Regions from separate parts of the Sus scrofa genome. Here all the other regions are linked to region 5. A link is a contact called in public Hi-C, HiChIP or PLAC-seq and promoter capture Hi-C data. All regions are on one chromosome and are shown on one strand. Each heading gives the region's core, a stretch centred on a gene start, on an enhancer-like site or on the middle of the called end of the contact. The rest is flanking DNA. Distances are from core to core; before and after follow the strand shown. Region 1 holds the start of FLVCR2 (feline leukemia virus subgroup C cellular receptor family member 2). Region 2 overlaps TTLL5 (tubulin polyglutamylase TTLL5). Region 3 overlaps TTLL5 (tubulin polyglutamylase TTLL5). Region 4 holds the start of TTLL5 (tubulin polyglutamylase TTLL5). Region 5 holds the start of IFT43 (intraflagellar transport protein 43 homolog). Region 6 holds the start of LOC100624918 (feline leukemia virus subgroup C receptor-related protein 2-like).

Evidence for each region. Promoter capture Hi-C pulls out the DNA fragments that hold promoters and counts their contacts. A called contact is a pair of places that touch in the nucleus more often than the background predicts. HiChIP or PLAC-seq counts read pairs in DNA pulled down with a chosen protein or histone mark.
Region 1: a Hi-C map of alveolar macrophages shows a contact between it and region 5, with 4 times the contacts expected there. The contact joins the promoter of FLVCR2 here to the promoter of IFT43 in region 5. A contact is called at or near these places in 2 of 5 promoter capture datasets (fetal liver and fetal skeletal muscle), 6 of 47 Hi-C or Micro-C datasets (alveolar macrophages, embryonic fibroblasts, fetal skeletal muscle and 3 more) and 1 of 2 datasets of contacts at active chromatin or transcription factors (alveolar macrophages).
Region 2: a promoter capture Hi-C map of liver shows a contact between it and region 5, with 2.9 times the contacts expected there. The contact joins the enhancer-like site here to the promoter of IFT43 in region 5. A contact is called at or near these places in 3 of 5 promoter capture datasets (liver and skeletal muscle), 6 of 47 Hi-C or Micro-C datasets (alveolar macrophages, embryonic fibroblasts, mesenchymal stem cells and 3 more) and 1 of 2 datasets of contacts at active chromatin or transcription factors (alveolar macrophages).
Region 3: a contact with region 5 is called in a Hi-C map of embryonic fibroblasts, with 6 times the contacts expected there. The contact joins the enhancer-like site here to the promoter of IFT43 in region 5. A contact is called at or near these places in 5 of 5 promoter capture datasets (fetal liver, fetal skeletal muscle, liver and 1 more), 25 of 47 Hi-C or Micro-C datasets (adipose tissue, alveolar macrophages, brain and 15 more) and 2 of 2 datasets of contacts at active chromatin or transcription factors (alveolar macrophages and skeletal muscle).
Region 4: an H3K27ac HiChIP or PLAC-seq map of alveolar macrophages shows a contact between it and region 5. The contact joins the promoter of TTLL5 here to the promoter of IFT43 in region 5. A contact is called at or near these places in 1 of 5 promoter capture datasets (fetal liver), 4 of 47 Hi-C or Micro-C datasets (embryonic fibroblasts, heart right ventricle, liver and 1 more) and 1 of 2 datasets of contacts at active chromatin or transcription factors (alveolar macrophages).
Region 6: an H3K27ac HiChIP or PLAC-seq map of alveolar macrophages shows a contact between it and region 5. The contact joins the promoter of LOC100624918 here to the promoter of IFT43 in region 5. A contact is called at or near these places in 2 of 5 promoter capture datasets (fetal liver and liver), 1 of 47 Hi-C or Micro-C datasets (embryonic fibroblasts) and 1 of 2 datasets of contacts at active chromatin or transcription factors (alveolar macrophages).

What each region holds. Positions count from the first base shown.
Region 1 is chr7:98,717,062-98,720,721 of Sscrofa11.1, forward strand. It overlaps FLVCR2 (feline leukemia virus subgroup C cellular receptor family member 2), which reads left to right and starts at 1,258. Exons shown (of 11, transcript NM_001142840.1): 1 at 1,258-1,870; 2 at 1,873-2,134. The coding sequence starts at 1,395.
Region 2 is chr7:98,845,901-98,849,437 of Sscrofa11.1, forward strand. The region is part of intron 6 of TTLL5 (tubulin polyglutamylase TTLL5); the gene reads left to right. Among named protein-coding and RNA genes, the nearest start is that of TTLL5, 25 kb to the left of the region's middle. Within about 2 kb of position 1,636, at least 2 of the 83 cell types and tissues checked have an H3K27ac peak or open chromatin away from gene starts, as enhancers often do. A contact at or near this core is called in liver, where this site is marked.
Region 3 is chr7:98,863,195-98,866,745 of Sscrofa11.1, forward strand. The region is part of intron 9 of TTLL5 (tubulin polyglutamylase TTLL5); the gene reads left to right. Among named protein-coding and RNA genes, the nearest start is that of TTLL5, 43 kb to the left of the region's middle. Within about 2 kb of position 1,812, at least 59 of the 83 cell types and tissues checked have an H3K27ac peak or open chromatin away from gene starts, as enhancers often do. A contact at or near this core is called in adipose tissue, brain, embryonic fibroblasts and 8 more, where this site is marked.
Region 4 is chr7:98,820,709-98,824,291 of Sscrofa11.1, forward strand. TTLL5 (tubulin polyglutamylase TTLL5) reads left to right here and starts at 1,630. Exons shown (of 32, transcript XM_021099539.1): 1 at 1,630-1,767; 2 at 3,098-3,266. The coding sequence starts at 3,193. It also overlaps a transcript of C7H14orf1 not described here.
Region 5 is chr7:99,153,560-99,157,372 of Sscrofa11.1, forward strand. IFT43 (intraflagellar transport protein 43 homolog) reads left to right here and starts at 2,330. Exons shown (of 9, transcript XM_013978326.2): 1 at 2,330-2,689. It overlaps TGFB3 (transforming growth factor beta 3), which reads right to left and starts at 546. Exons shown (of 7, transcript NM_214198.1): 1 at 1-546. The coding sequence starts at 279.
Region 6 is chr7:98,789,086-98,792,745 of Sscrofa11.1, forward strand. It overlaps LOC100624918 (feline leukemia virus subgroup C receptor-related protein 2-like), which reads left to right and starts at 1,583. Exons shown (of 6, transcript XR_002346017.1): 1 at 1,583-1,923.

The sequences.
Region 1 (3,660 bases), core at 8-2,507, 440 kb before region 5:
TCTGACACCCCTGGAATGCTTACTATCTGCCAGGAATTTTCCAAGTGCTTTCAAGTCTTAACTCATTCAAGCCTGAAAACAACACTGTGAGGTCGGTACTATTATTTCATCCTCCCATTTTATAGATTTTCCAAGAAACTGAGGCACAGGGAGGTGGAGTATCTTATTTTACAGAATACACCTAGGAGTAGCTAATCGCGTGTTTGAACCCACAGAGGATCTGGGCTCTGATCCCTCCCCAGTCTGAAATAAAAAGAGGGCAAGCCTGACGTGCAGCCCCTGATAAGAGATTACTCTTCGCAGCGGGCTGTGGACCAGCAGGTGGCAGCCTAGGGCTACGTGGGTGCAGAGACCACAACCTAAGCCCGGAACCCGTGCTGTGCCAGGCATTTCACCGCACCACTGCCATGGTCTTCAAGGTCTCCGGCTCCCCAGCCCTTCTACCCACAGGTCTTCGCCCAGGAGGTCGCCCAGGGATCCTCCAGAAATGAAGAGCCTGCGGAACAGGTTCAAATCTGAGTTCCCCAATATAAGACCCGGTCCGCAGGGAAAGCTAGCAGCAAAGCGAGTTTCCGCAACTTGCCTTTACCCGGGAGCGCAACTAGCCCGGGAAATCCACACATCGCTCTTTATACCCAAAGTCTAGCAAGGGCTGGGGAGCCCAGCCAAGTCGGAAAAAGTTGGGAATCCCTCTTGGATCCCATAGAGCAGATTGAGGGCTCTGGGCATCCGTGTGCGCAGGGAGGAGACTCTATATTTGCAGGATTACCTCGGAAGGGCGATGGGCATTTTCTTGCGGAGCGGCCTGGGAGGGGACAAATGAATTTGAGGGACAGTGCACGGGTGGGGGTTAACCGGGCGGTTTCCATGGTGCCCGGGGCGTGGGGGAGGAATGCACCCGCAAGCGGTGGCGAAACAACTATACCGCCCGGCCAGCTGCCGCAGAAGGCGGGAGGCTTTGCGGGTGGGGTGGGGGGTGGGTAGGGGGGTGGGGGAAGCCCGGCGGGACGGGGGCGGGGCGGTCACGTGCGCCGGAGGGGGCGAGGCCCCGAGCCGGCCCGGGAGCGAACCGAGTCCGGCGAAGAGGCTGCGCCTGAAGAACTGTTTCCTGGACGGAGAGGTTGAACCTCCGCAGGACGCCTGGGGAGGACTCAAGACACCGGCGGCCAGGACCGCAGTCAGTGACAGACGACGCCGAGGAAACGTGGGAGCAGAGCTTGGGGGTGAGCGAAGGCGCCCCTCTGACGGCTTTTACACAGGCTCGGAACTCCGTTTATTCTGGGGCGGGCTGGGGCAAGTGCCACGTCAGCTCTAGGTGACCGGACGAGGCCACTGTCTCTTAAGTTGTCTAGAGTCCTCAGCACTTGTCTAGGACGCCAGGAGAGGCTGTGGTCATGGTGAATGAAGATCCTAGCCACGAAGGGCTCGATGGCGCGCCGTCGCAGACTTCTGCACTCCAGGAGAACCCCAACCTCGCTGCCCAACCCAGCGTCTCCGGCCACCCCAGCATCTCCGCCCACCCCAGCTTCTCAGCCCATGCTAGCACCTCCGCGCATCCCAGCGTCTCGATCCATCCCAGTGTCTCTGTGTACCCCAGTAGTTCAGCCCACCCCAGTACCTTGGCTCAACCCAGTGGCTTGGTCCAACCCAGTAGCTCGGGCCAACCCAGTAGCTCCGGCCCTGAGGACCTTAGCGTGATCAAGGTGAGCAAGCGCCGGTGGGCAGTGGTCCTGCTGTTTAGCTGCTACTCCATGTGCAACGCCTTCCAGTGGATCCAGTATGGCTCCATCAACAACATCTTCATGAACTTCTACGGGGTCAGTGCCTTTGCCATCGACTGGCTCTCCATGTGCTACATGCTGACATACATCCTCTGCTGCTGCCTGTGGCCTGGCTCCTGGAGAAATTCGGGCTGCGCACCATAGCCCTCACCGGCTCTGCTCTCAACTGCCTGGGGGCCTGGGTGAAGCTGGGCAGCCTCAAGCCCCATCTCTTCCCGGTCACCGTGCTGGGCCAGGTCATCTGCTCCGTAGCCCAGGTCTTCATCCTGGGCATGCCCTCCCGCATCGCCTCCGTGTGGTTCGGGGCTAATGAGGTGTCCACGGCCTGCTCCATCGCTGTCTTTGGCAACCAGGTGGGCAGGGGGCTTTGTGGTTGACCGGGGGGATGGGCGTCCCTGTGGGACTGGCCGTGTTGGTGGTAGCGAACTGCCCGCCTGAGTGGAGACTGTGGTTTTCAGATGTCAATGGTGTTTGTGACCCTGGGCGACTGTAGCTGGGTGTGACAGTGTGAGTGAGTGATTGTGACTGGGTGACTGTGTCAGAGTGGTGGGGAAGCAAAAGGAGGGGCCTTTTCTGTCACCTGCATGTTCTCCTTCCCCAGCAGCCAGTGTGCTTTGGGAACACACACTGGTTTGTGGTCTCCTTCCTCAACCTCCTTCACCAGCCCGGACCTGTGCCTTCAGGAGAGCTCTTCTTTCAGGGAGCAGTCCCGGGGTGTCAGACTATTCTGTGTCATCAGAAGTTGGCAGGTGGCTTTCGCCAGGTTTCCTGAAGCATAGGATCTCCTGCTTGCATGGAAAGGCAGAGCGGGCCCTGGTTGACCTTTGACGCCGCTCTCACCTTTTATACACACCTGAAGCCAGGATGGTGGGGGCAGTGCTTTGTGCCAACTCCTTCCCTGGGGGTTAGAGCCAAGTGCAGCAGAATGGAGTTGAATTCTTGCTCTGAATTTCCAAGGCCTAGAATGTTTGGAAGGGCCTGGAAAGCTCCTTTCTTAACCATTTGTCTTCTTTTTGGAGGGAGAATCTCAGATTCTTTGCATTTCCACATGGATATGACTCAGAAAGGTGGCCATGTTGTAGATCTGGGTGCCTTCTTCAAATGTTTGAAGCAGCTATTTATGGCATGTTTCTTTATCTGGATCACTGCCTGGGGTCTCCCTCTTTTCCAAGTATGTGCAGTTGTGGCTCCACGTTTGACAAGTGACCGGTGACCCTTTGTTCTTGGAGGCCTGTTTTCCCTTATGCATTCATTACATTTAGAAAATGTAAGCTTTCATTAGAAAGTTCTCATCTGGCTCAGAAATTTCCAAACTTTCTTCGAGGCAAATTTCCATTCTGTTCATCTTCACCATCAGGAAAGTAACCCGAGCTAAAGTTTTTCAAGCCAGTTAGGTTTTTCCTGCCCCTTGGGTCATAGTGTAAGCAATCAATGAAAGCATTAGACAGGCCTTCTTCAGCACAGACAGGCAACAGAAAATCCTTTAACCAGTGTTCTTTAACCTGTGGGTTTGAATGTTCAGAAGATTCAAGGTCTGGGGATGAAACAAGTTGAAGAGTGTGTGTGTGTGTGTGTGTGTGCGCACGCGCGTGCACACTTTTTAGGGCCACACCTGAGGCATATGAAGGTTCCACCGGCTAGGGCCTCAGAGCTACAGCTGCTGGCCTACTCCTCAGCCATAGCAATGCCAGATCCGAGCCACATCTGCAACCTACACCACAGCTCGTGGCAATGCCGGATCCTTAACCCACTGAGCAAGGCCAGGGATGGAACCCGCAACCTCATGGTCCTTAGTCAGATTTGTTTCTGCTTCTCCACAACAGGAACTCCAAGTTGGACCTCTTTGTTCAGGACAGTTAGGCATTGTGGGTGACATTTA
Region 2 (3,537 bases), core at 386-2,885, 310 kb before region 5:
CTGGGGCCTGCAGCACTGGGTCAGTCCCTAGGACCTCCCACTTCCACCTGGGTGAGGCCATCCATCTGAGAATACTTGTTGCCCTTGCTGGGACCAGTGGGGTTGGCAGTTCAGTGTTTGCCCACAGAAGGCTCTGAAATATTTCACAATAGAGGATTAACTAAATGAAGTAAGTTAACTTCAAAGGGGCAGTGCACTCAAAGCTGAACATTTATAGTTAGGGATTTTCGGGATGGGACTTTAGCCACGCTACTGAAACCTCCGGTGCCTTAGCTCCCTCCTTTGTAAAATGGGACTGTTACTAGTACTGACATTATAGTGTTGTTGGGATGTTTAAATAGGTTAATATAGGGAAAGCAGTTGGAAGGCGCCTGATAGGTACTTAATAATGTCCAATAATATTTCCTACTTCAAGTTATGTTGAGACATATTGTTATGTAATAAAAATAAAAAACATGATGGCATAAAAATGCTTCAACTAGCATGTCAGCAATGCTAGTTGATATGAACTCCTCCCACTGTTGAACTCCTGATGAGAACTCAAACTCCAGAGTAATTCCCTCTTAAACATTGAGGGATATTAAGTTGAAAATTCCCTTCCTCTCTCCACTCTCTCTCATTCTGAAGCTCTTCCCTACCCTTTGGAGGCAGATCGAGGGCGGGATGCTCATTTGGAAGATTAGATAGAGTTAGAGTTTTTCCATCCATTCAAGCCTGACCTGACTTTCAGAAGAATTGCTTCTTTAGTATATTATTCAAACTCTTAGGAGTTCTACTTTCTAACAGAAATGAATTCAAAAAGCCAGTAGAACACATAGACTGAATACAGCTGCAACCCACAGCCACCACATTTAGCCACAAGGGTGGTTATTACAGGCAAGTGTTGTTCTTCCGTCTCAAAACAAATCCCATGTTGCCATTGCCACCCAAAGACCACAGGGGGGACTTACTGTGGGAAAGAGGGACCAGGGAAGACATGGTAATAAAGAAGAATCTTCTTAGTTTCAATCCTGCCAGCATGCTGGTCATTCTTTGCCAGTGTCCAGAGTCCGTGACCTTGACATTAAATCCACCGGGAAGAAATCCAGCAGCTAAGTTTACATATTAGGGGACAAACCCTCCTGTTCCTACCACTTCCTCTTTCAAAGAGACATTCCTTTTCTTCATAGAGTCTGTTTTAGGTTCTCTTCTTTTCCTTTGCTGTCCACCTTTTCTCCATGACTCTTGTGTTCCTGACCTTCCAGTGCTTGCTGGAGTGTGGACAGGAGATTTTTTTTGAGAAGGAAAGGGACGGGAACAGGCTGGCCTTTAGGAAAATAACTGCATGAAATGAATCGGAGAGAGCAAGGGGAAGAAACACAGTCGTCACTTGCAAGCTCATGATCCCAGTAAGAGGTGTGGATAGACTGAGCTAGGAGCTGGGGTGGAAAGGTGGCGGTGGAGAGAGTGGTAGAATAAGCACGGTTTACTAACTGGCTGTGAGTCATGAGGCTGGGGTCAAAGATATCTGAAGGCGCGAGTCTCAGAAGCTGGGAGGATCTTGTTAAGTCCCTAACTGGGGGAGTATAACCAGGACCGCAGAGGAAGAGTGGGACTGCCAGGAGGAGTGTCACAGTTTGGACCTGGTGTGGATTGGCGGTGATTGCAAAATTCCGAGGAGTGACGGTGTTTTTTGTCTGTTTGTTTGTTTTTTGGCCTTGCCCGAGGCATGCAGAAGGACCGGGGCAGGGATCAAACCCAAGCCATAGCAGCAACCCAAGCTGCAGCAGTGACAACACCAGATCCTCAACCTGCTATGCCACCATGGAACTCTGCATGTAATGATGTTTTGTAGGGAGCTGTAAAGGCAGTTTTGAGTTCTGGCTGGAGATATAGATTCTTTTTTTTTTTTTTTTTTTTTTTAAACAGCCATACCTGTGGCATATGGAAGTTCTTCAGGCTAGTGATCGAATTAGAGCCGCACCACAGCCACAGCAACACTGAATATGAGCCACATCTTCAACCAACACCACAACTCGCAGCAACGCCAGATCCTTAGCCCACTGAGTGAGGCCAGGGATGGACCCTGCATCCTCATGGAGACTGTGTCGGGTTGTTCTTAACCCACTGAGCCACAACAGGAACTCCAGAGATATAGACTCTTAAAGTTGTAGATATGGAGGGGGATGTGATTGCCAAGGAAGAGAAAAAGGAAGAGAAGAGAAGTCAGAAGGGAGAGATAGCCAGAAGATGTGACCAAGGGAATGAGGTCCCAGGGGAGGCAGGAGAGGGTTCAGTCAAGCGCCCAAGTAGAAGACTGAGCTTTAGGAAGGAGCTGGGCATCTCTTTCCCCCAAAAGGAGGGCAGGAAGAAGGCTAAGTGGTCACCCAGATAAATTTTAGATGGAGAGGAGAGCAGGGGGAGTAGGTTTAGTTACATATGTCCAGCCTTGTCGGTGAGGAGGGTTGAGGACAAGTACCAGGAATGAGGGTCCTGGGCATGGATTTGGGTGTTCGAGAGGGCAGAAGGGCATGGGACTGGGCTGCGAAGGGCCGTTGGAAGGGACCTGGTGAAGAGCAGATGTGAGGATTGCCTGAAGACACTAGAGATACCAGCCCAGGCGGAGCTCATGGATTTGTAGCTTTTTGTTCTAATGAGAGAAAACCCGAAATCCATCTCTGCAGAGGTCTAGTCCAGAGACCAACCACTGCCCCAAGGTATGTGAAAGCCTGGATAGTTCTGGACTATTCCCAGGAGTTAGAGTGTGGGGCCTAGCATATATAGACCAGATCTTGCTAGACCCCTGGTGCCATTGTTGCTAGTTCCAGTGTGTAGTGGAATTGGAGGCCTGTGACCCCAAAGAGCCTAAAAAAGAATCTTGCCCCCAGTGGACAACTTTCTCAGCAGGAAGAAGGAAACAATAGGGAAGACAGGGTGGCGCCAATATCAGAAAAGCCAAACTTCCCCCCAAATCCCAGCAGATTTCTCTTTACTTCTCACTGGTTAGAATTGTGTCCTCTGGCTGTCTTTAGTTGAGAGAGACAGAAATAATTCTTTTTTTCCTTTCATTTTTTTAAAGGTTTATTGAAATATAGTCACTTTACAATGTGGTGATAATTTCGCTGTACAACAAAGTGATTCAGTTACACGTGCACAGACATCCATTCTCTTTTAGATGCTTTCCCCACGTAGATTATCGCAGAATATTGCATAGAGTTCTTTATGCTATACAGCAAGTCCCTGTTGGCCAATCATTCCATAGACCTCAGTGTGCCTATGCCAACCCCAAACCCCCAGTCCATTCCTTCCCTACTATGTGACCCCTTTGATAACCAAAAGTTTTCCAAAGTCTGTGAGTCTATTTCTGTTCTGCAGATAAGTTCATTTGTATCCTTTTTTTTAGATCCACATGTGATATCATATAATGTTTGTCTTTCACTGTCTGATTAACTTAATATGATAATTTCTAGGTCCATCTGTGTTGCCATAGGTGGCATTATTTCATTCTTTTTTATGGCTGGGTAATATTCCATTGTATATATGCACCACATCTTCTTT
Region 3 (3,551 bases), core at 562-3,061, 290 kb before region 5:
TATAAAATTTACTACAGACATGCAAGTGCTCTGGCTATTGGCTGTGTGTGGGAAGTCAGAACCCACTGAATTGAGTGACTCTGTTCTCATGCCTCCAGCAGGAACTGAGTATGTGTCCATAATTTTTTTTAGTGGATGCTTTTTCTCAGAATAATTTGGAAAACAGCTTTTTTAAAACTTGGATTAAATTGAACCAAAAAATATGAATTTTCAGGGCTTTGGCTCATTTTACCTAAAAGCATAGGTGAATAATAAAGCTTTACAAGAGGATAATACATTATGACAGGCTATTAGCCAGTCCTGCAAGGGTGCATTGCTCTGTGCAATAACTTCCATGCGCCTAAGTTGCTGTGTCTTAACCGCTGTGTATCTTGGCGTTCCTCTGCTTCTTTTTAATCCGCAGAATCCGCTCGATTGTGTCATTACTCTCAACAATAGTCTACAGCATCTCCAGATCTGCAGTCTCTAGTAACCTTGGGTCACGTGTGTTTTATATGGACATTACTGAAGATAATCAGTTTGGGATGAGATCACTCAAACATTTTACTTTGAGGCTCAACAAGGAAAACCATCATCTTTCCTAAAGAGACAGAACTGGCAGCAGTGTCATTGGTCTCCTTTTTTAGAACCCGTATCATTTCTGTTTGGGGCCTCAGAAGTCATGCTTAGGTGACGGAAAGGTTAAGTTCATTTCATAAGACGGTTCTGTGAAGTAAGAATTTTGTGTAAATTCTTTACCTTCTTAGATTTACTAAAGCAAAAGACCCTAAATGCTTTTTTTCTAGACTAGTAATTTCAGTTGTCCTTGTCTTATTAACATGGGAAGTAGAAAAACTCTCTTCTTCTTATATGTGGACAAAATATTGAGACGTTTTAAAAAATGGTGTCAGTAGTATTTGAGTCCAGTGTTTTGCCCCTTCCTGCTTTTTGACTTTCCTCGTATGTTGTTGTTTGGCACCAGCAGGGGACACTCCGGTTTCCAAAGAGGGGTGCTGTTCTCTACCAAAATGGTGCAGGCTCTTTTTCCTTTCAGAGGTGGAATCCAGAAAGACTTTGTCCTGGATTTTACAGTTTTAGGTGGATCCAGTATGTGGTCTAAACCATTTGTGAAGGCCCTTTTTGAGACAAAGCTAACAGCCAAATTTTCGCTGAAAGAGGAAAAATAAAAAGTTGAAAAAGAAAGTTAAAACAAAATTGAGTTGAAAACCAAATGTGCTGTCAGAGACCCAAAGCTAGGTAGCGCTAGCAACTGGGGTGGGGTGGGGGGGATGAAAGAGCCCATCCAGGGAACTGGGGGAGCTCCACCCACACGGCGGAGGTGGGAGAAGGGGATGCCGAGAAGGCCCGAGGAGGCCCCGGTTGGTCTGGTCGGGGACTGCCTCTCTTTGGCCTCAGCCATATTATTCAGTGGAAACTCAGAAAAGATCCCGAAGCATTTGTAATGCCTCTCCCTTGCTCCCCGCCCCCAGTTCCTTCTTCAGTAGCCTTCCTTGCTAATTAACACTGGCTCCGCAGGGATATTTACCTTTTCTCTGCTGGATTCCTGTGGTTTTGAAAGAATTCAGGTACTTGCCGGTTGCCAAGGAATTCAGATTACCTCACGGGCTGCACACTGTCCAGAATCTGCCACAGCAGCAGGAGGAGGGGAGAGACACCGACAAGGGGGAGAAAACCCTCTCCAGCGCTCATTGTCACCCTCCCTGGCAGGCCCTTGCTGTTTGTGAAGTTTGAGTCATTTCTGGCTCTGAGGACCAGGGGATCAGGCTGGTAATCCCCTCCCAGACGGCTCCGCAGGGCGCTGCCTCGTCACTGCAGCACTTTGGCAGTCTCCCGGCCGCAGCTGGTTGACAGCAGATCAGAGAGCTCTTGGGCCTCTTGTTCTCTTCCATAAGATTTTTCTGGGTCAGGGCAGGATGAAACCCAGTGGCTCCTGGCACGGCTGCCTGAGGCGCTGTCTCTTGATCCTCCAGGCCTTTGTGGCTCTGAATGGCTACACCTGCTGAAAGATAACGTGTCCGCCACAGCCAGGGTCTCCTCAGAGCTGCCCTCCCCTTACTTTGTGTGTTTGCAGTGAATGTTTGTTAGAATAAATGTGTGGTTTAACTATCCTCCATCTAGACTCTCAGGGACTGACTGTGGTCTCGTGTTCATAGAACAAAGGAGAGGTGAAAGGACCCCACTAACTGTGTTTTCCTTCCCGTTTGAGGTCCATGTAGTAGAGCTCCTGAACCAGCAACTCAGGTGTGGTTTCATTTAGTGCCTGTCAGGTACCTACTGTATGTCTAACAGCGAGACCCTTCCTTCACACACACACACACACACACACACACACTCACTCACTCAAGAGTTTTAGACAAATTATTACCATTGTCTTCATTCTCATTGAGAAACATTCGAAAGCAAAAAGAAAATACAGCTTTTGATTTAAGAATTTATTGTCAGAGGAGTTCCTGTTGTGGCTCAGTGGGTTATGAACCCGACTAGTATCCATGAGGATGCGTGTTCAATCCCGGGCCTCGCTCAGTGGGTTAAGGATCTGACGTTGCCATGAGCTGCGGTATAGGTTGCAGATGAGGCTCAGATCCCATGTTACTGTGGCTGTGGGATAGACCTGTAGCTGTAGTTCCTAACTGACCCCTAGCCTGGGAACCTCCATGTGCCATGGGTGTGGCCCTAAAAAGCAAAATAAAAAGAATTTATTGTCTATTAGAATAAAGATAATCTAATATGTTTTAGTGTGTACCAAAAAAAAAAAAAAAATGGACGTATAGTTCTCTACTCATCAGTAGGTTGTGAAATAGTACCCAGAGTTTCTGATTTGGCAAAAAAAGTAGAGTTCCCCCCCACCTTTTTTTTCTTTCTCTCTCTTGCTCCCTCTCCCTGCCCCCCCCCCCCTTTTTAGGCTTAAAGGTCAAGGCTATGAAATTCTGTCTTGAGAGCTTTTCCTAAAGCTTGATTTCATTAAGGAGGTGGTTCAAGACTCAATTCCTCATGTAAATTTCAGTATGTGTGTTAGGAGAAGTATTTGCAAACTTGGTCCTAGGCTAGCTAGTAGAGAATTACCACTTTTAGGTTGTTTCTAATAAAAGAATTGTGTTGATGCTTTCAGACCTAACTAGGATGAAATATGAAATGTGAAGATCTAAATCACAAATCGCAAACCTCAGTGTTCACAAGGACATTGACTAAACAGCTGGCTAGGTGGAGACTGGAGAACCAGAGCTCACATGTACCATCTAAAGGGCATTTACTATTCAGTGGCAACAAGTCTGTGATGCATGGTGGTGCTGTGATCTGAATGTGACCTCCCAGGTTTACATATTAAAATCCTAACTCTCAAGGTGGTGTTATTTGAAGGTGGGAGTTGTTTTTTTTTTGTTGTTGTTGTTGTTGCTATTTCTTGGGCCGCTCCTGCGGCATATGGAGGTTCCCAGGCTAGGGGTCCAATCGGAGCTGTAGCCACCGGCCTATGCCAGAGCCACAGCAACGAGGGATCCGAGCCGTGTCTGCAACCTACACCACAGCTCACGGCAACGCCGGATCGTTAACCC
Region 4 (3,583 bases), core at 380-2,879, 330 kb before region 5:
CTTTTGTTTTTAAAAATCCCCAAACCTTAGATCAACCCTTGCTGAGCACTGATTTCAATCAGCTTGGTTTAAATAAAATGCATGTAGATTAAAAAAAAAATCTAATAATGGAATTACTTCTTCCCATCTTTGTTATGTTTTCTTGGCCCATGGTTTATTTGTTGTCAGGTTAACTTCTTGGGCCTGAAGTGGTGATAAACAATCAGGCTTCCTCTGTCACTTTGGTAGTGGACTTTTCAGAATGGTCCTATACTACCCAGCTGAGACAGATATTAAAGTCAGCAATGGCTCAAGACACTGGGAAAGACCAAAAAACAATCTAAGAGCTCTAAAGAAGAAAGGGTCAATGGACGAATCGCTAGGTGAAAATAGGTCCCCAAAGTGGACTCTGTCGAAGTCCAGAGAGAATGGGGCTCTCCTGGAATCACATGTAGTTACAGCATGGGAAAAAATATGCACCACCACCTCCCCTTCAACAGGAGACTCAGGTTCTCTCCTCTCAGGGTCAGAAAAGTTGTGTGGATGGCCCGCCTCTTTGCCACAACTTATGCCCATTTCACAGAAGCTCTTAGAAACCCCAGCAGATACCTGATGAAGGCAGGACCCAAATACTCTTCTGAAGTGCTCTTCCAACCGCTCAGCACGAGTTCCCTAAAGCTTTTGAGGCCTCCTAGAGTATCCAGCATCTGTTCTTAAATTTTGCCCTGGTGCAGACCAGCAAAAGTGTGGTGTTTACCAGAGTCGGGAGTGAAAGGTTCCTTTCCTGGCCCTACCATTTAGCAGCTGTGTGACCGTGGGCAAGTAATTTACACTTTACAGCCTAGGTTTCCTCACCTGCAAAATGGAGATTAAAAATACCTACGTCCAAGGTTATCACAACAATTACATGAGAAAGTAAAGGTTCCCTGCGCTGTGCTAGGCTCATAGTGGCCGTTCAATGGTTCATCCACTCATGCCTTCTGTACCTACCAAGACTTCATCTTTCCAACTCCCTCTTTTCTTGGTCTCTGAAACCTCTTTCCCCCCAGAAGATTGCCTCCCAGGTGTATTCCTTCTATCCCACTCCCATTTTTCCGGACTCTACGGATCCTCTCAGATGCCACAAAGATGTCTACCTCTCCTCCCCCACATTCACCTTACCTGGAGAAATGTGGCCCTAGTACTGCAGCTGCAGCAGCAGCAGCAGCAGCAGCAGCAGCAAAGGATATTCCCCAGGGCAGCTCCAACACCGATTCCACCGGAGCCACTTGTCCCCGCCCCCACCTTCAGCCCGGCTCCAGGATTGGGTCGTTTCCATCAGTACTTGCTCTGATTGGCTGTTCTGGTTCTGCTCTAGCAGGAGATGGGGCGTGATCCTCTTTACTGCCAATCAGCGGTTGTCGCTGCCCAAGCCTCACCCCCGGTTATGCTGCTGAAGCAGTGAACCATCCTATTGAGCGTGGCGAAAGAGCCCCGGGTTCTGAGTCAATCCTTTAGGGGCGGAGGGAAAAAGAGCGGAAAAAAGAAGTCCTCTGCGGCGATCAAGGCTCTGCGCTTGCGCTGTACAGTAGTGACGACAATTGCCCGCGCCCGAAGCCGAGGGCTGTCCGCGCCGGGTAGCGGGCGCCTGCGCAGTGGCTCCGAGCGGGCGGTTGCTGGTTGGTTGTTGTAGTAACCGGGGAAGCTGCTGTCGGCGGCTGCCTTGAGCCCGGCTGGGGAAGAAGGAGGGTGGCAGGCGCAGAGCGCTGTCCCAGCCTGCCCGCCCCGAGCCATGGGAAGATGAAACAGGTAAATGTCTGCGCCAGCGCACTCCCCTGCCGGAGGGAGGTGCACTCCCGGGTCTGGGCGGGCGCAGGTCGGCTGCACTTCCCTCGCAGAGTCCGGGAGCAGCTGTTGGCTTCCGGGCGCGCTGGGCTGAATCCCTGCGGCGGAGTAGCCTGCGTCCTTCCCGTGTGGGAGCGCCTGAGGACCTATCTGGGATTGGGGTGAGTCGGAGGAGGGGCTGAGGGGCTGATCCCTTTCGGGCGAGGACGCTCCTTAGGCGAGTGTCCTTAATCTTCTTCAGATTGCCCTGTCTCTCCCTGCTCTCCTGGCAGCCTAGGACAGGTCGGCATCCCTTCCACGCTTGGAGGTCTAGTTTGTTTTGTTTTAATTTAAGGGACTTACCAGTATTTAGAGAAATACTGAGAAATCCTGTTGGGGATTCTCGGAAGAACGCCTTTGAGGTTGTTAGACATTGCCCATTTCGCTGAAGATGTGTAGGGATCATTGTCGGGATTGGCATTTTTTGCCCTGTTTACGTTCTTATCACATATATTAATGCATAGGAAAATAACGTTTGGAAAGATTGATATTAAATGGTTTTCCTTGAGTAATGGGATTATGGCCATTCAAACATTTTCATTTTCTTTATCTGTAATTTTATTACATTCTCAAACACACAGTGAACGTGTGTCTTTTCCCCATTTAAAATATTTTAAGTTAGGAATATACTGATTTTAATGTCTGTTTGATATTCAGACCATAATTTGTGATTTTTAGTAAGGGAGAATAATTTTTGATAGTGTTTGGAAGGATAGTTTTTTTTTTCTTTTTTTCCTCAGCTGTTTATGACCTTGATTGAGCAGAATGTATTCATTCTTTGGTTTAGCTATTGAATTTGTTTTAGCAGAAACATGAGGCTGTTTTACCTGTACTTGTCATGGAGCCTAAGGAAATAATTTGCAAGGATCTTAAAACTTGCCTTTTTATTTTTAACCCAGGTTAGGTTTTTCTAGCAAGGAATCTATGTTTTTAGGCTATCAGCCACCTACCTCAGACTTAACTAAAAGTAAAGTAAGTCTATCCTTTTGGTGCACGTTAGATTTAGTGTGTAAAATAAAAGTGAGAAACTCAAACTTAATAGCAGCTCTTCAGATACATAGAGGACAGACAGTATGTTTGAAAAAAAATCTTGATTTGTGCGGCATATGTGAGGCTCTGTGAAAGAAGGTAAGCTTCTAGAGATTGGGCCCTATTTAGGTAAGTATTCATTTTCACTGCTGGGAAGATAATCAGCAATGATTAATAATAAAAAGACAACTGCATTGTGTTTGAGAACATTTGGCTTTTTTTGCAGGAATCTGTGCCACCCCAATTGTTTGATCTGGTGAATCTGCAAGGAAAGGTCTCTGAGGCCCCCATCTGCTGACTGCATGACAAACTCTAAAGGAAATGCCAGTCGTGATGGCCCGGGACCTGGAGGAAATGGCATCATCCTCAGAGGATGAGGAGGTGATAAGCCAAGAGTAAGTGAAAGCAAGGCTGCTTTTGACCTTTTGCTTTTATGGGAACTAGTTCTCTTTTATTTATGTTCTCTTTTAGCCGGTATTCTTCCTTTGGTGTTGTCTGACTCTGGTTGTAGTTTCCACATGTGATCTATTTCAAGGTCTTATTATTGAGTGACCATCAGCTGTCTGAAATAAGATAAGGCTCTGTTTCTGGGCTCATGAATGAATATGGACTCTAGTTTTTGTAAGTAGTAGCTCTTAAGTCAACTCTCGATCAGAGCTCCTAACATAGGAGATTTTGAAATTTTTAGATATTGAAGAAAACTAGGTCTCCC
Region 5 (3,813 bases), core at 1,080-3,579:
GTTTTCCTGAGTGCAGTCGTCTCCCCTCTCCCCGTGCACCTCCTCCAGCAGCTCCCGGGTGCTGTTGTAAAGGTCCAGGACCTGGGTGGGGATGTTGGCCAACATCGATGGATCGGGGGGACTGGTGAGCCTGAGTTTGCTCAAGATCTGTCCCCTAATGGCTTCCACCCTCTTCCTCTTGATGTGGTCGAAGTCCAAGGTGGTGCAAGTGGACATGGAGAGGCTGACCGTGGCAAAGTTCAGCAGGGCCAGGACCACCAGAGCCCTTTGCAAGTGCATCTTCATGCGTGAGCCGGGGAGAGAGGCCCGGGGGCTGCGAGGCCTGGTGAGGAGGAGACCCCAGCCGACGTGCAGAAGGAGGGAGGAAAACCAGGCGGCCTCCCTAGATCCCGAAGACTGAGGCTTGGCAAGAAGGTGCATGAACTCACTGCACTGCGAGAGCTTCAGGACTTCCAGGAAGCGCTGGCAACCCTGAGCACGAAGAAGCCGACTGTGTGCCTTGAAGCTCTGGGTTTCTTCTCCATGTGTCTAAACAGGTTCTGCTGGGCTCTGACTCCCAGCAGGCCAGGTGGAGGGCAAGCAGAGGGCTGGGAGGGGTGGCAAGGCAGCTGGGAGTGGGAAGGGAGCTGGAGTTTTTCCTTAGGTAAAAATAAATAGAGCGGATATCTGATATTGCCAAACGCCGCTTGGCGATGGGGAGAAAGTGGGTATTTTAAAGAGGGAGCAGAAGGACCATGGCTGGGTCCCAAAAATCAAAATCTTTGCGTTGCCCTGAAGGAGAATAAGAAAAGAGGATGGAAAAGCAAAGAAAAAAAATTTTTTTTTTAAAAAGTCGGATCCCAGTGAGTAGGTGGGGAGAGGCAGGGCTAGGCTGCTGCTGGCCCAGCTAAAGGTGGGGGCAGCGCAGGACACACTTGTCTCTCGGGCACACCATTCATGCTTTCTCTTTTGTTTACACTTCCTCGGGGGCTTTCTAAATGACTTTGTTCATGCTGCCTCTCATCTTCATTGGCTGGGATGCGGGCTTATGTGCAATTGGAATGCAAGGGGACAGCCCCTGGAGAGTAGCCCCAATAATCCACTTGGACGCCCAGGTCACCAGCACCTCGGCTTGTCTTCTCCCTCGGCCATTGCTTCTGGTCCCTGCTTCTTAAAAAATAAAAATAAAAAGGAAAAGAAGAATAAAACAGAAGCCGGTTGGTTCACTGCATGCCTCCTCCGGAAAGCTGTTACTCCTTCTTTCTCATGCTTCTTCCCCTATCTCTCGCCTCCTCTCTTGCTCATTCCCTTGGACTTGGCTTTCTGGTTCCCTCCCTTTCTCTCCCTCTAGCTTCCCTCTCCCTCTCCCTCTCTCTCACACACTCACATGCACACACACTGCTTTCTCTATTTCTCTCTGCTGAAATTTTATACCTCCCTCCCATGACGTTTCTGGCCCGGGGGCGGGGGGGGGGGCAAAGGAGGTGGGGGATTGGGGGGGAGGGACCAGTTCACGCAGCCTCTTTTGCTGCACGATTTTAATGTTTTAAACAGGCACAGGAAAAGCCGAGCCCGTTTGAAAAATACTTTGCGAGTCCTCTCGATCGACGTGGTAACTGAACTTTTTTTCCCCTCTTGGAGTCACTCCTGCTACACGTTGACTGTTTTTCTGGAAAGTTACTCCGATGAATCCCCTCCCTCCTTCTCCCCCCCGACTCCTTCGCCCTCTCGCCAGCTGTCAGTCCGTCCCCTCCTCGGCCGGTCTCTCGATCCCTCCCAGGCCCCGCGTCCCCGGCCGCCCCCCGGCCTGGCGGGACGTAGGCAGGGACGGGGCGGGGGGAGAGGGGCGCGGGGCGTGGGAGGGGCGGCCGTGCCCACCCTCGGTGGGGGTGACGCCCGGCCTGGGAGCGGGGTTGGAGTTGGGTTCAGCTCCGCGGCGATGCTGGCCCCGATTCTTCATTGACAAGATTGGAGTCGGGTGGCTCGCGGAAGCTTGGCGACGCTCCAGGGGCATTGAAAAATGGTGGCGTTTTCCGGCAGATCGAGGGTGCCCTCTGGCGAGGCGAGGCCGCCAGTGACGGGGGCTCCCCCGGGGTCGGGAGGGTTTGGGGGTAAGGCTGGGGGCCTGGGGAGATGGGGCCGCGAAGGAGGGTGCAGAAAACAAGATCAGGTGCCCTGGGGAACAGGCTCCCTCCCGGCCCGAGGTGCGTACAAGTGCACCTCTCCCTTCCCGGAGCCCCTTCTGCAGCGGCTCTCGCAGAAATGTCCTCCAGATGTTGCTGGCCTCCCTCCCCGCCGAGGGTTCCGCGGGGAGCTGCGCCAGCGAGCGCAAAGTCAGCAGTTGGCCCGAGCCCATTTCCCAGATGGGTGAGGGGAGGTTTTCTCTCCACTTTCGTTCCTTTTCTCAGCCTAAGCTTCTAGGTCTTTTCCCATCAAAAACGTAGGGAGGGCAAGCCACAACGCCTGCCCCCGCCCCGCCAACTCAGGAATGTCTCTGAATTGATCACTTTCCTGGGAATCAGTGCTGCTGCCCGCCGCCACCCCATCCCGCCTCGCCCCAGCCTTCCTGACCCTTCCTGCGAGGGCCTGTTCTGCTCCTGGTTCCTAGGCCGCTAACTGAAGGGATGCTCTCAGCCTCCCCAGGGCAGTGGCTGATCAATTTAAGCTGAGGAAACGGAGGCACGGACCGATTTTCGAGCGTACACCGCTGGTGAGTGGTGGTGGTAATATTTAACAAGGGCTTTCAGGTTTGGGAAATATTCCTAGATGCAGAAAGCTTAAAGTAACTTGCTTTTTACAGCAGAAATGATCGCATTGTAAATCAACTGTACTTCAATAAAACTTTAAAAAATTAAAACAACTTTTTTTTCTAGAGTAAATTATTTTGAATGACTTTAGGTCATATAGTTAGTGAGCGTCAACACTGAGATGTGGACCCAGGAAATCTGTGGCCAGTTAATCTATGCACTTAACTACTCTATGCTATACTGCCTCTGGAATTCAGCTCTCATTTGAGAAATATTTTGATATCTACTATATGCCAGGCCCTGTTCCTGGCTCGGTGGATGCAGCAGTGAATGAAACAAAGCCATTCCCTTATGGACTTTATATTCTCGAGGTGGAGGTGGGGCAATGGGAAGGCAATAAATGAAATAAATGTGTAAGCAGTGTAATAATGGTAAAAGGTCCATGCCATGGTGGAGAATAAAGCAGGGAAGGAGGAGAGGAAGTGCCTAGGTTGGGGAAATGTTGCAGTTTAAAATCTGAGAAGGCCTTGTGGAGGCCTTTAAATAAATACTTGCAAAACAGGAGGGAAAATTGTTGAAGTTATACCCGCCTGGGCTCCACTTCTAGCAAATCAGAGTTCACATCTGTTTTTAGCAAACTTTGCAGGTGAGTCAGTGCAAGGTTTGGAAGACACTACTCCAGGGCCTCTTTCTGCACACAGTGAGCACCTCTTGCTTTCAGGAAGTCAGGGAAGAAGTAGGAGTGAAGGCTTGGAAAGTGGCCCCAAGGTGGTGATGGTGCAGCTGTGGAAGAAGATAGAAATGGAGTCTCAGGCGTTCCCGTTGGGGTGCAGTAAAAATGAATCCAACTAGTATCCATGAGGATGCAGGTTCGATCCTGGCCTGGTTCTGTGGGTCGGGGATCTGGCATTGCCCTGAGCTGTGGTGTAGGTTGCAGATGCAGCCTGGGTCCCGTGTTGCTGTGGCTGTGGTGTAGGCTGGCAGCTACAGCTCAAATTCAACCCCTAGCCTGGGAAATTCCATATGCTTCAGGTGCAGTCCTAAAATGCAAATAAAAAGAAAAAAAAAAAGTAAAGAAAAGAAAGAA
Region 6 (3,660 bases), core at 333-2,832, 370 kb before region 5:
GGACCGCTAATGACCATCCCAAGTGGCTGTAACTCGCTGGCTAGAACACCACTCAGGGTGATTGGCAGGTGGGCAGCTGATGGTGATACAGTTGGTGTGAAAGCAAAGTGCTTCTCTACCTGCAGGTGCTTTCAAGTTCAATAAAAGAGAAGTGAGACCTTAGACAAACGACTCGGCTTCTCTCAGTCTTAGGATTTGAGGCTTGGCTGAGTTCTGAAGCTATTTTCCAGTTTCTGCCTTGGTCTTTTGTGCAGCAGAAGGGTTTGGGGCATTGTATCAGAGCTAGTTACTGCCTTTTTTTTTTTTTTTTTTTTTTTTTTGTCTTTTTGCTATTTCTTGGGCCGCTCCTGCGGCATATGGAGGTTCCCAGGCTAGGGGTCGAATCAGAGCTGTAGCCACCGACCTACGCCAGAGCCACATCAATGCGGGATCCGAATTCGTCTGCAACCTACATCACGGCAACACCGGATCCTTAACCCACTGAGCAAGGCCAGGGATCGAACCCCCAACCTCATGGTTCCTAGTCGGATTGGTTAACCACTGAGCCACGACGGGAACTCCTGGAGCTAGTCACTCCTGAATCGAAGCGTTTCCGCCCTGAGGATCATCCAAGGCACATTATCTATCAGGTCACTGGAGTTTGAACTGATATGAAATGTTTCAATTTGTTGTTGGGCACGTGTGTGTGAATGTGTGTGTGTGTTTGTGCCTCAGTTGTTTAGAGTCAGATTGCCAGTGCTCATGTCCTCTGTGCATTAATTCGAACAGTTGCATGTGACTTCACACTACAGATCCTTTATAAATTACTGGGTTGCTTATACAATGTACTTAAGCTTTTGTGTTTGGAAATGTGGTAACAACCTGAGGGTTCTACCTCTCACTGAATGCAAGTTCTTGGGGCTGTAGTACAGAACTTTTCCCTCAGCTGGCCACTCAGCTCTAGGTTAATAGATTCTAGGAAATTAAGAATTTAAGTGGCACAAAAAGGAGAATCAACATGGTTTGACTCTACCATAACGATTGGAGTATAGTAACCATTATTTCATGGTTTGCACTAGAGAAGAGCCAGGCTGCATTGAGAGTCCCAACTATAATCATTTTCAATAGGTATTAATGGTGAGGGGGGTCAGATGTGTGTGAGTTGAGCTGTCAATCAAAAGAAAGGTCTCTGGGGGTTCCTGTCATGGCTCAGTAGAGACAAGCCCAACTAGTATCTATGAGGATAGGGGTTTGATCCCTGGCCTCACTCAGTGGGTTAAGGATCCAGCGTTGCCAAGAGCTGTGATGGAGGTTGCAGACTCGGGTTGGATCCCACGTTGCTGTGGCTGTGGTGTAGGCTGGCAGCAACAGGTCCGATTAGACCCTAGCCTGGGCACTTCCATATGCTGTGGGTCCAGCTCTAAAAAGACAAAAAAAAGGAAAAAGAAAACAAGGAGAGATATGGAAGGAAGGAGAGAAAGAAAGAAAGAAAGAAAGAAAGAAAGAGAAAGAAGGAAAGAAAGAAAGGAAAGAAAGAAAGAAAGAAAGAAAGAAAGAAAGAAAGAAAGAAAGAAAAAGAAAGAAAGAAAAGGAAATAAAGAGAGAAAGAAAGAAAAGAAAAGGAAAGAAAGAGAGAAAGGTAGGTCTCTGGTGTCTTGAGGGGGGAAACCATCACTGTTTGTGTTTTAAGAAGGACTGGAAGTTGGGGTAACCATAACTGGTTTCTTACTAGGGGTCTTTTAAATGTGTGCTGTCACCTCTTGGCCATTGGATCTGTCATTGAGTATCTCTGTCTTCTGTAGCTTGGAATTGCCGTTGGATTCTTGGTCCCTCCTGTCTTGGTGCCTGACATCGACAACCAGGCTGAGCTGGCCTACCTCATCAGCATCATGTCTTACATGACTGCAGGGGTGGCCACTCTGCTTTTCATCCTTGTCATGATTGGTAAGGTCATTAGTAGACTTAGTAGGGGGGCAGGGAGGCAGGGGCCCCTGCTGACTTGGGTGAAGACCTTGTGAACATGGCCCTAGACACCAATGTAGGTACCATGGATTCCATAAAATATAATCTGTGTACACTGGAGGCCAGGCTTCAAGGGTCTTCAAGTGTTTTAGCCTGAGTAGTTGCTGTGGATAAGATGCTAGCTGATCTGAAGTACTTTGTTAGCTGCTCAGTAAAGGTTAGTTGTAATTCACCAGCTCCCCAGTGTGACCTCCTTAGAATTGATGGGCAGCCTGCTGATCTCCCTGAGCCCATGTGATATCACAGGCCCTGTGCTGAGTGTGTCTGACCTCACTGACTCCTCCACAGCCCTGTAGACAAGGTACCATTATCAGTCTCACTTAACAAAGAGGAACCTGAGCCATGAGGAGAGTTAAAGAAATTATACAAGATTAGATAGTAAGTGGCAGAGATTGGTGGTGAGCCTAAATTTGTCTTGCTCTGTACTCTAAATTTCTGGGGCAAAAGAAAACAACACAGGATTGACCCCCAAACACTAATACTCTCACACATTCACCTGAGAATACCTGAGGCCCACATTATTAAAATGCTTTTTAAAAATGTATATCATAGGGAGTTCCCATTGTGGCTTTGCAGAAACAAATCTGACTAGTATCCATGAGGACACAGGTTCGATTCCTGGCCTCGCTCAGTGGCTTAATGTTCTGTCATGCTGTGGCTGTAGTATAGGCCGGCAGCTGTAGCTCCCATTCGACCTCTCGCCTGGGAACTTCCATATTCTGAGGGTGCGGCCCTCAACAAAAAGACCAAAAAAAAAAGTATATGATATATGCTGATTATGGAAAAAAATCTAGAAAATACAAAAAAGCGTAAAGAATAGAATGACCATTAACTTAGCCTTGTAATTAACTGGTTAATCCCAACCACAAACCTCAGATAACCTGTTAACTTTAATGTGTATATATTAAATCATTGAGATAGTTGGTGAATTTATATCCTCTTTTATCATCTGAGTGATGTATCATGGGCTGTGATAAACTCAGAATGTTTAGAGCTTCTCCTTTTCAGTGATTGGTCCATCTTTAAGGTTAACCAACCAGCTGTCTTCCTAAGCCTGACAGACCCACTTCTCACGTTAAAGGGTTCATTCCTTCCTGCCGGCTTCACTCCATAGCTCAGCAGTTTTATAATCATGTGCATCATCCAGCCGTCCTCACGGTGTCATCCCCTCCCCAGCGTCAGCTGAGGGAGGGCGGCCTGATGGTTTTCAAGCTCACAGGATCTCTTGCACAGAGAAGTTGGTGTCCCTGGAAAGGGCTGAGGACAGGAAAGAGCAATCTGGAGAGGGACCTCTTACTCAGCCAGATTTGAAATTTCAAATTATCATGTGCCCAGCTCCAGATCCTTGTATTTATGGCAGATGAGGGCCTGGTTCTTTGCAGTTAAGATCCCTCTTGGGCCTTTTACTGTTAAGCACACATAGTACTTGATGGAAGAGAACTGGAGAATCTTCTCTGAATTGTGGTTTGTGCTTGTGAAATCCTTGAGCAAACAGCTGCTGTTGCAGAAGTTTAAAAACCCTTTGCCTTGATTTCTTTCCCCTGATAGAAAGGGCTGAATGGGCAAGACAATGGATGAGAAGTTGCCAACGGTGGGAAGTTATCCAGGACAGTTTCCGGAGAAGGAGGAAGCGGGGCTCTGAAGTCCTGGCTGGAGGGT